3 separate regions of the Zea mays genome follow, and all the other regions are linked to region 3. Evidence: chromatin contacts called from public Hi-C data. All regions are on one chromosome and are shown on one strand. Each heading gives the region's core, a stretch centred on a gene start, on an enhancer-like site or on the middle of the called end of the contact. The rest is flanking DNA. Distances are from core to core; before and after follow the strand shown. Region 1 holds the start of LOC100278655. Region 2 holds the start of LOC100276401. Region 3 holds the start of LOC100283349 (chaperone protein dnaJ 16).

Region 1 (2,700 bases), core at 34-2,533, 340 kb before region 3:
TACTTGCAGTGTGTTAAGTGGAAGCAACACATGAAGCGGATATGGAGAAGGAAGCTGGCATGAAACTAAAACGCATTAAGTTGACATGTGGCGTGCATGTTTTAGATGTCTTATTCTACTGCCAAACTTCCTAATACTCCATTTTTATATTATAATGTCTATCTGTACGTGTGAATGGAGATAATGATATTATGTGATGTGATGATGGATGGATTAGCTTCGTTGAATATTACATGATATTATGTGATGGTGATATTAAGTGGACATTGCAGTGTTGATACATGCTTCATATTTCTGGATTTTTAGTGATGTTTTATTGTTTATGGGTTTTCTAAATATTCCTTATTTTTGTTTGATTTTTTTTCTGAATTTTTGATGTATTTTTGCTAAGAGGGGTATTTAGCCCCTTGCTTCCCAAACAACGCCAGAAAAGTACACCCGAGAGGGGAGATTCTCTCTGGGAAATAAGGTGTCATCTAAAATTCCCTCGTGTGTTGGTTTCCAAGGGAATTTTTTCTCTTCGCTGCCAAACTAGTCCCCAGTGTATATGGGTGACCCGGTGAGATTATTTTTGTGTTGTGGATATGGGTATGGGATAGTAATACCCGGTGGATATTTACCTATTGCCATCTCTGCTCATGTTCTCCGGCAGGCTGTGTTGTTGAGCGCCTAGCTTGCCATCGTGGCCTTGGCGATGAACGGTGCCCAGAAGAATGACACCGTCACGTCGTACGAGTACGACGTCGGGAACGCCCAGACTCACACACACTAGCGCAGCCAATTGGGCCCAAACACTCTGCTTCGTGGGCCTCTTGCTGTCTTGGCGCAGCCCGCCTTGGACTGTGCCGCGTCCGACGTCAAGCGTATGTCACGCTGGCACGGCCAACACACAAATCCACCCACAGCCACGGCAAAACCGATGCTTTGACGCCGAGCGTCCAAAGAGGCGCAGATTTCAATGCACGACCTCAGCGCTGGATCCCTCCGATCCGATCGGTGAGCTGCCATTTCAGGGACGTACGGAGCACTCGAGCTCAGCTTGTAGCCCCAGCCATAGATGCACCACCGCTCGTGCACGCTACCCGCCACGCTCCATGGTTTTAGGGCAGAGGGAACGGTGAGCCAAAAAAAAAACTGATGCGCGCAAGGGCTCGGTCGGGCCAATCGACACCGCTGGACCTCGCGATCCATCCGTGCAGCGCCGTCTCGGTCAGTGGCTAGTGCCGCACCCCACCCACGCCCACCGCCGCTTCATAAATCATAACCCGCTCGCGGCCGCCGCCACCTGCCTCCTTCTCCTCCCTGGGCTGGGCTGGACTGCACACCCACAGGCGGCAGAGGACCAAAGGAGGGCCGCCGGTCGATCGAGGATGGGCAACTGCCAGGCGGCGGAGGCGGCGACGGTGGTGATGGTGCAGCACCCGGGCGGCCGCGTCGAGCGCCTCTACTGGGCCACCAGCGCCGCCGAGGTCATGCGCGCCAACCCGGGCCACTACGTAGCGCTCGTCACGCACCGCGCGGATGCCGACGACGAGAAGCGGTCCCAGCAGCAGCAGCACAGGCGCGCCACGCGGGTGAAGCTGCTCAAGCCCCGGGACACGCTGGTGCTCGGCCAGGCGTACCGCCTCATCACCGTCGCCGAGGTCACCAAGGCGCTGCAGGCCAAGAAGGAGGAAAAGACGCGGAGGGCGCAGCAGCAGCTGCAGCACGTGGTGGTAGTTCAGCGGAAGCACGCCGGCGGGAGGACGGGCTCCGGAGACGACGACGACGACTGCCTTGACCAGGTACTGCTTTGTGACCACCGTCCAGTGCCAATGGTTACTGCGCAATCTCTCGTTCGCTCCTCTGCTTTCCCTGTCTCTGTTCTAGAACATTGTTCGACTAATTTTAGATGTCCTTAGTGCATCCGTTCCATTCAATTACGTCCTTCGATCAGCACAGTAGTTTGCACTACATGCGCAAAACATTGTCCAACAACAAAAGGACTCACAGTATCATTACCCGCTTGACGTTCTGCTCTGAATATCCATGACTATGACTACACGAGTGCACTATGAATTTTCCTTCATGCCACAAATTATGTTTTGTTCGGCTGATGAATAAGAAGAGCAGGTGGTGATAGCAGTCTAGGTAACTGTATTTAGCCGCCCACTAGTACCTACCTAACCAACCAACTCGATTGTAAAGGATATCACCATAAAGTAACCCATGATCAAGATACCAGGAATAATTCGAATAGTTTACTCCGAACATGATGTAATGGCCGGTTATATATATAAAAAAAAGAGCAGGCAAAATATTCTGGAGCAGAACTAGGCAATATCATAATAGTAGCTTTGCCACATCTTGCTTCCCTCACATCACATGGAAGTCGTAGGGATGGGATGCACCGAAATCTTCGAGCTGCCTCCTCCTGAGGCTGATATCATTCATTATGTTTAACTGTTTAGAAAACTATGGTGTTTGACATTCTGCGATCCAACCAACAAGACAGTCAGGTAGGCGAAGAATATGCATGGAACATGGATGCATGCAGGAAGGCGAGAAGCCACTAATTCATTCGCTAATGGGCACTAACAGACAGACAGACAGAGAGGAAAAAAGTGGATAATTAAACTGATGTTTAAACTAGCTTAGCTCCAACAGGATAACTAAACTATCATCTTCTGGTTACTCTACTGCCGCCATCTAACTTCGATC
Region 2 (2,771 bases), core at 39-2,538, 350 kb after region 3:
CTAACCCCTCAATTCTCTTGTTACTAAATAAACCCTAAAAGATAGTATAGGAGATTACGAAAACGCAATAACTCCACTAGATGCTTTTTCTCTTAAAAAGATAGTATAGAAGGTTGACGAAACTCAAATTTTTATATTAGGGAAGAGTTTCTGCACCAAATTAAAAAAAAACTTTCATGTGGAACCATATGTCGGTTACATGATTACATCTCTCCTCTCTTCTCTTTCCTTCTATCGTGTGCTCACGTGTTAGTGACGGAAGGGGATTGAGAACAGCATTTGACACTTCCTTTTTCTTCGAGGGGTTGAATAGAGTTTGATGAATTAAGAAAAAAAATATGGTTAAGAGAGTCTCTTGGAGTAATTGATTTCCATCTCATTATAAACAACTCTTAAAGCAAAAGGATTATTTTTTTCAATCTGATGAAGTTGCTTTAGAGCCTCTTTAGATCTATTAGCACTAAAAATTAGCATATAAAATTAATGCCAGTAGATTTACTAATTGTTAGCTGGCGGGCCAGTTCCATTAACTGGTTTAGAATGGTTAATAGATATAAATATATAATTTACTATCCAACCACTTATTAGTAGGTGAAATCAAACAACCTTTTACTAGCTATTAACAGCATGTTTACTTGATTTTAATTCGTACCGACTTATACTATTTTTATAGTGTTTTTATCTCTATAAATTGCAGCTGGAGCAATCCAAACAGCCGGCTTTAATCCGAAACGAACAATCTAAACTTACTAATTTTTAATACTAACAAAAACAAACATACCTTTAGTATGTAACATGAGAATTGGTGAACGCTAGCAAGCATCGAGTCTAGGATCCCAATCCTGATGGGCTACATCTGCCGACATCCAGTTTTCAACACATGCGAATTGAATGGTTAGCTCGATGTCAACCAGAAATACATTAAGAACCTAATATCTTTCAAAACATTTTTTCTGAATATTTACCTTTCAAAACATTAATAATAACATAAAATAGGTATGCCTGCACCTGCAGTGGCACAGATACAAACACGCTGCCCTCCACGTCACTCCTTATTAGGAATGACAATCGGGTGGGTAGTACGCGGATATATAGTTCGCGAATCCATACCCGCGAGACAAAACTCAACTCATACATGTATCCATAATCGTACTCGCGGATACCAAATTCTACCGTACCCATATTCAATGAATAATTATCCACGGTTATTTATTGCCATGTTGCTGCCGTCGTGTCCGGTGTCCCTCGAGCGAGCTACAAAAGCACCCACACGCCCCCGGCCATTCTCAATCGGGAAAGCGTCGAAAACCCAAATCCAAACGTCGCCGCAAACCGCGCGATCCCCAGGCCCAAAGCGCCGCCGTTCATGAGCTTCCTCGCCGGCCGCCTCGCCGCCAAGGAGGGCGCGTACTTCCTCCAGGAGTCAAAGACTGCCGTCGGCCGCCTCGCGGAGAAGCTCCCGCCCTCCGCTTCGGCGCCCGGGGGTGCGTCGGCGCAGCCCTCCCCCGACGTGCTACCGGAGATCCTCCGCCACTCCGTGCCCATCAAGGGGACGCCGCCCCCGGCCGAAGCCTCCCTCTCCGCGTCCTCCCGCTGGGCCCTCCCGCCGGGCGGCGGCGAGGCTGCGGGCTTGCACCCCGACGCGCTCAACCCGCTCCGCTCCTACGTCTCGCTGCCGCAGGCCACCTTCGGCCCCAAAAGGTAAGCCGTACGCCCTTCCCGCTCATGCTTTTTCCGGATTTTGAAATTCGTCGTTCGGAGTAGTTTCTAGTTTGTATCCGATTGTCCATGCTTCATGCTTGGAGCTGGATACATGCGTAAACAGTTCGTTATCTGAGGTGTTGTGAAGACTGAAGAGGCTAGATACGGATTCAAGTAATTAGGAGTAAAAAAATGACTTCTGGAGTAAAAGTATGCACAATGTAGTGTAAACAGGCTTGCAATAGGTGATGGATTTGCTTTCGTGTGGAAATTATTTTCAAATTGATTTGTACTACCCGACGCACCTATTTATATGCTATCTATGGACCAGTAGATTATATAATTCGATATATTGGTTATATGTCTAACATGTGTTTTAACAGCGGAAAACTACAGTTGCGTGAATTTGCAATATTCGAAGGAAGTTAGCTAGTACTCCCTCAGTCCCAAAATATAAGTCATTCCAAGATTTTTGGAGAGTTAAAGTTTTTAAAGTTTGACTAAAAGTATAGCGAGACTCATAAAGATTTATGACACATAATAGATAATAGATATACTATGAAAATATATTTAATGGAGAATCTAATGATATACATTTGATATCATAAATGTTAATACTTCATTGTATAAATTTGGTCAAACTTGAAAAAACTTTGACTCTCCAAGAATTTTGGAATGACTTATATTTTAGGACGGAGGGAGTATTAAGTATTAACGTTGATTAAAACAGCTATTATTCATTAAGGGCACATGTCTCTGTTAGAAAAAGCATTTGCATTTGTTAGTTTGGTACAGCTATATGGATTTAAAGTACTTCAAATTGTATCTGAATTTAAAACTTGAAACTTTTTTTTAGAAATAAAATCTCGACCATGGAAAGAAGACATCTTGGTTGCTTGTGTCTTGAATCTTGAGGGAGGGAATACTGAACCCTGGCTAGCTGGAAAACTTGCTGGAACCTGTCCTCAGAAGTCAGAACCGTTTTTTGGCCCTTTTTTCTAAAGTTTTTTTTTACAAATACACCATTTCGGTTTCATTTTAGAAAATGGATCCTCAACTCAGCGTTGTCA
Region 3 (2,719 bases), core at 113-2,612:
CTGGAGTTGAGAAACCATAACCGAACCATTCAATGCCTCCTCTAAAACTGTAGCTGAAACAGTTGTTTTAATTGGCACACCAAGCTTACTGCATGTATCGTGCACGCACACAAAGTGTCACACAACAGCACTGCAAACTAGCAAAGATTTGAAAAAATATTGCATCATTTACAAGCTTTACCTAAAAAGAGCTGCAAACACCGTGTTTACAGTGTTGAGACTCGACAAGTCCAGCTCCAGTTCCTGACTATCAGATTCGATTGCCTGAAGAAAATGCAAATGTTATAAAATAATAAAGTAAGGGGACATAATACACCAATTATCTGTGTGAATTACATCAAATCCTGATGTATCGTACTGCCGCCTCTTATCGGGATCTGACAGGATGTTATAGGAGAATGTGACTTCCTGGAACCTGTCTGATGCAACAGGGTCATCGCCATTCTTGTCCGGATGGTACCTGCCGCAATTCACCAGAAGGAAACACCATAATGAGTGCTATCCTAAACCAGGCTACCGTTAGGCAGCCCAATGTTCAGACAAAAAATGGCTCGCAAGTCACAAAGAGGAAGGGGAAACCAAGGGTGCTCAAACATAATTGGAAACCTCACCAAAAAAGTGCACACGCAACATATGTGACAGAATTCGCCAAAACTGAGCCTGTTTTGGCACAAAATTTCACCAAACGAGGGAGAGGGGCGGGGGCGGGGGGGGATGGGAGAGAGAGACAAGAAAAGCAGCACAAGTATAGGTGCGAAGGTCGGGAGGCGATTGAATCTGAGCGGAGAGGTGGCGGCCTTACTTGAGCGCCATGCGTCGGAACGCACTCTTGATCTCCTGGTCGGTGGCGGTGCGGCCCACCCCGAGCACCTCGTACGGGTCCCTCCTCTGCGCCGCTCCACCCGCTGCCGCCGCTGCGGAGGCGGAGTCGCCCTTCTCCGACTTGAACGACCCGAACCTCGACCCCGCCATGGCCGCCCCTCCTACTTCTCAGCAGGCTGAAGCAATCGACCACCGAAACTGAAACTCACGGCACAACAGCCAACGCGCTTCCGGATCTTGCCGCGGTGGGGCGTCCAAAATCACGGACTCCCGCCCGCGGCGGCTGCAACGGAGCCTACAGCAGCCTCATGAACCTCCTCCCCTCGCCCGAACGGAGCCGCGAGCTCTCAACTAGTCGTTGAGACCGAGGGACTCCGAAGTCAGAACGGGAGGCCACGCGAGGTGAGGACGTGAGGTGGCCGGCGAGATTGAAGAGGCTACGGAGGTGCGGTGGGGGAGGTGACAGATTAGGTGTACCTCGTGGCGGGGCCCGGGCGCAGTGGGCGTTGGTGGCAGGCACCGGCGTGCTGGGCGGCCCGGGCCTCTCGAGCAGTGCGGGGCTGCGGGCTCGGAGCCGGAGGTTGTGTTGTGTGGCATTGTGGCGTTAGCCGGTAGACCCCTTGCTGCCATGCACGTGAATGGCAGTTGGGCCACTGTTTTGTGGGGCTCGTATGTCAGTATCTAGAACTAGCGGACAACTTTGTAGCAGCTGCTGTTGTCTTCTCTAGTCTGCGGCCTGCGGGCGGGGCCAAGATGGCTGATGGATGGTGACAGGTGGGCCCGAAGTACTTGGATTTAGCGAGTGGGCCCCCACAGGCAGCGACAACACCCACCAAATTTGCGATCGTATGATATGATGTTTTTGTTTACGTGGAGTGTAATTCAGTATAAGCAATCAGGAGATTGCCATTGGCCATTGCAGCTCTTTGTTTATCTTTGCCGTTGTCTGCACCTGCCCGGTTGCATCGTACCTGACCTGAATTTCACGACGAACAGTCGAACAGAGAGGAGGGAGCAACACAAAAAGGAAAGAATCCTTCATAAGAACATGAAAATAAAATAGAGTAAAGCACAAGCACCCTGTGTAGTTTCATTTACTTATATTTTCGAAATATTTTTAAAGAATTCGAAATGATAGAGCTGCTGTAAAATATGCGTTAGCTATGAAAAGGCTATAACATATTTAGTTGAAACTAGAATAGAATTTCTATTTTTATCTCTCTTCAGAAGACTATAAAAATAGTTCTTTATTTTGTTTATTTTAAAAAGGAAAAGGCCAAAAAGAGGGTCTGAGATGCTTTTAAAAATATACTACGAAAAAGCAGTTGCTTCTAAAAAAGCAAGCTCCAAAAACAGCCGCTTTGCTTGGGCATAAACAACCCTGCAAACTCAACCAATCAGGGCCTAACAGCACTTTCTTCTGTCCTTTTCTCTTTTTGTTCTGTTGATGCTAATGTTCAACACTCGAAGCAAAGATGGTAGCACTTGATCATGATTCATGAGTGTCTGAAGATGCACCCTAAAATCGGTTACTACTACCCAGAGAAAGGTCAAAATGGTAGAGTTTCACGCTAGTATTCATCTCATTCCACATGTATTGAGTTGGACTATGATGTAAATTAGTTTAATTTACACCTCAATCAACTTTAATAAACGTGGATTGAGGTGAATACTAGAGTACTCAAACAAGGCTTAACAGAAGGCTCTCAGGTTTAACATATGAGAATCCGTTTCATTACAACCGAACCAAACTTGAAGCTGCAACCGATGGTGATGGTAGTTAAACTTCATGTGAGCATGAAGCAAGCCGCCGGCCACTTAGATCGCATGCCAGCATGGTATGGTACATTGCTCTGCTTCAATCCAAAGCATTTGCAACAAATGCGCATCAAGGATC

Evidence for each region. Hi-C and Micro-C count contacts between places; a contact is called where the count stands out from the background.
Region 1: a Hi-C map of ear shows a contact between it and region 3, with 2.8 times the contacts expected there. The contact joins the promoter of LOC100278655 here to the promoter of LOC100283349 in region 3. A contact is called at or near these places in 2 of 25 Hi-C or Micro-C datasets (bundle sheath and ear).
Region 2: a Hi-C map of endosperm shows a contact between it and region 3, with 2.2 times the contacts expected there. The contact joins the promoter of LOC100276401 here to the promoter of LOC100283349 in region 3. A contact is called at or near these places in 4 of 25 Hi-C or Micro-C datasets (ear, endosperm, leaf and 1 more).

What each region holds. Positions count from the first base shown.
Region 1 is chr6:124,930,899-124,933,598 of Zm-B73-REFERENCE-NAM-5.0, forward strand. LOC100278655 reads left to right here and starts at 1,284. Exons shown (of 2, transcript NM_001372467.1): 1 at 1,284-1,784. The coding sequence starts at 1,371. It also overlaps the pseudogene LOC115772137.
Region 2 is chr6:125,615,431-125,618,201 of Zm-B73-REFERENCE-NAM-5.0, forward strand. LOC100276401 reads left to right here and starts at 1,289. Exons shown (of 5, transcript NM_001150206.1): 1 at 1,289-1,701. The coding sequence starts at 1,367.
Region 3 is chr6:125,270,179-125,272,897 of Zm-B73-REFERENCE-NAM-5.0, forward strand. LOC100283349 (chaperone protein dnaJ 16) reads right to left here and starts at 1,363. Exons shown (of 11, transcript NM_001156250.2): 1 at 803-1,363; 2 at 337-460; 3 at 182-264; 4 at 1-88. The coding sequence starts at 972. It overlaps LOC107275233, which reads right to left. Exons shown (of 5, transcript NM_001320505.1): 5 at 2,515-2,719.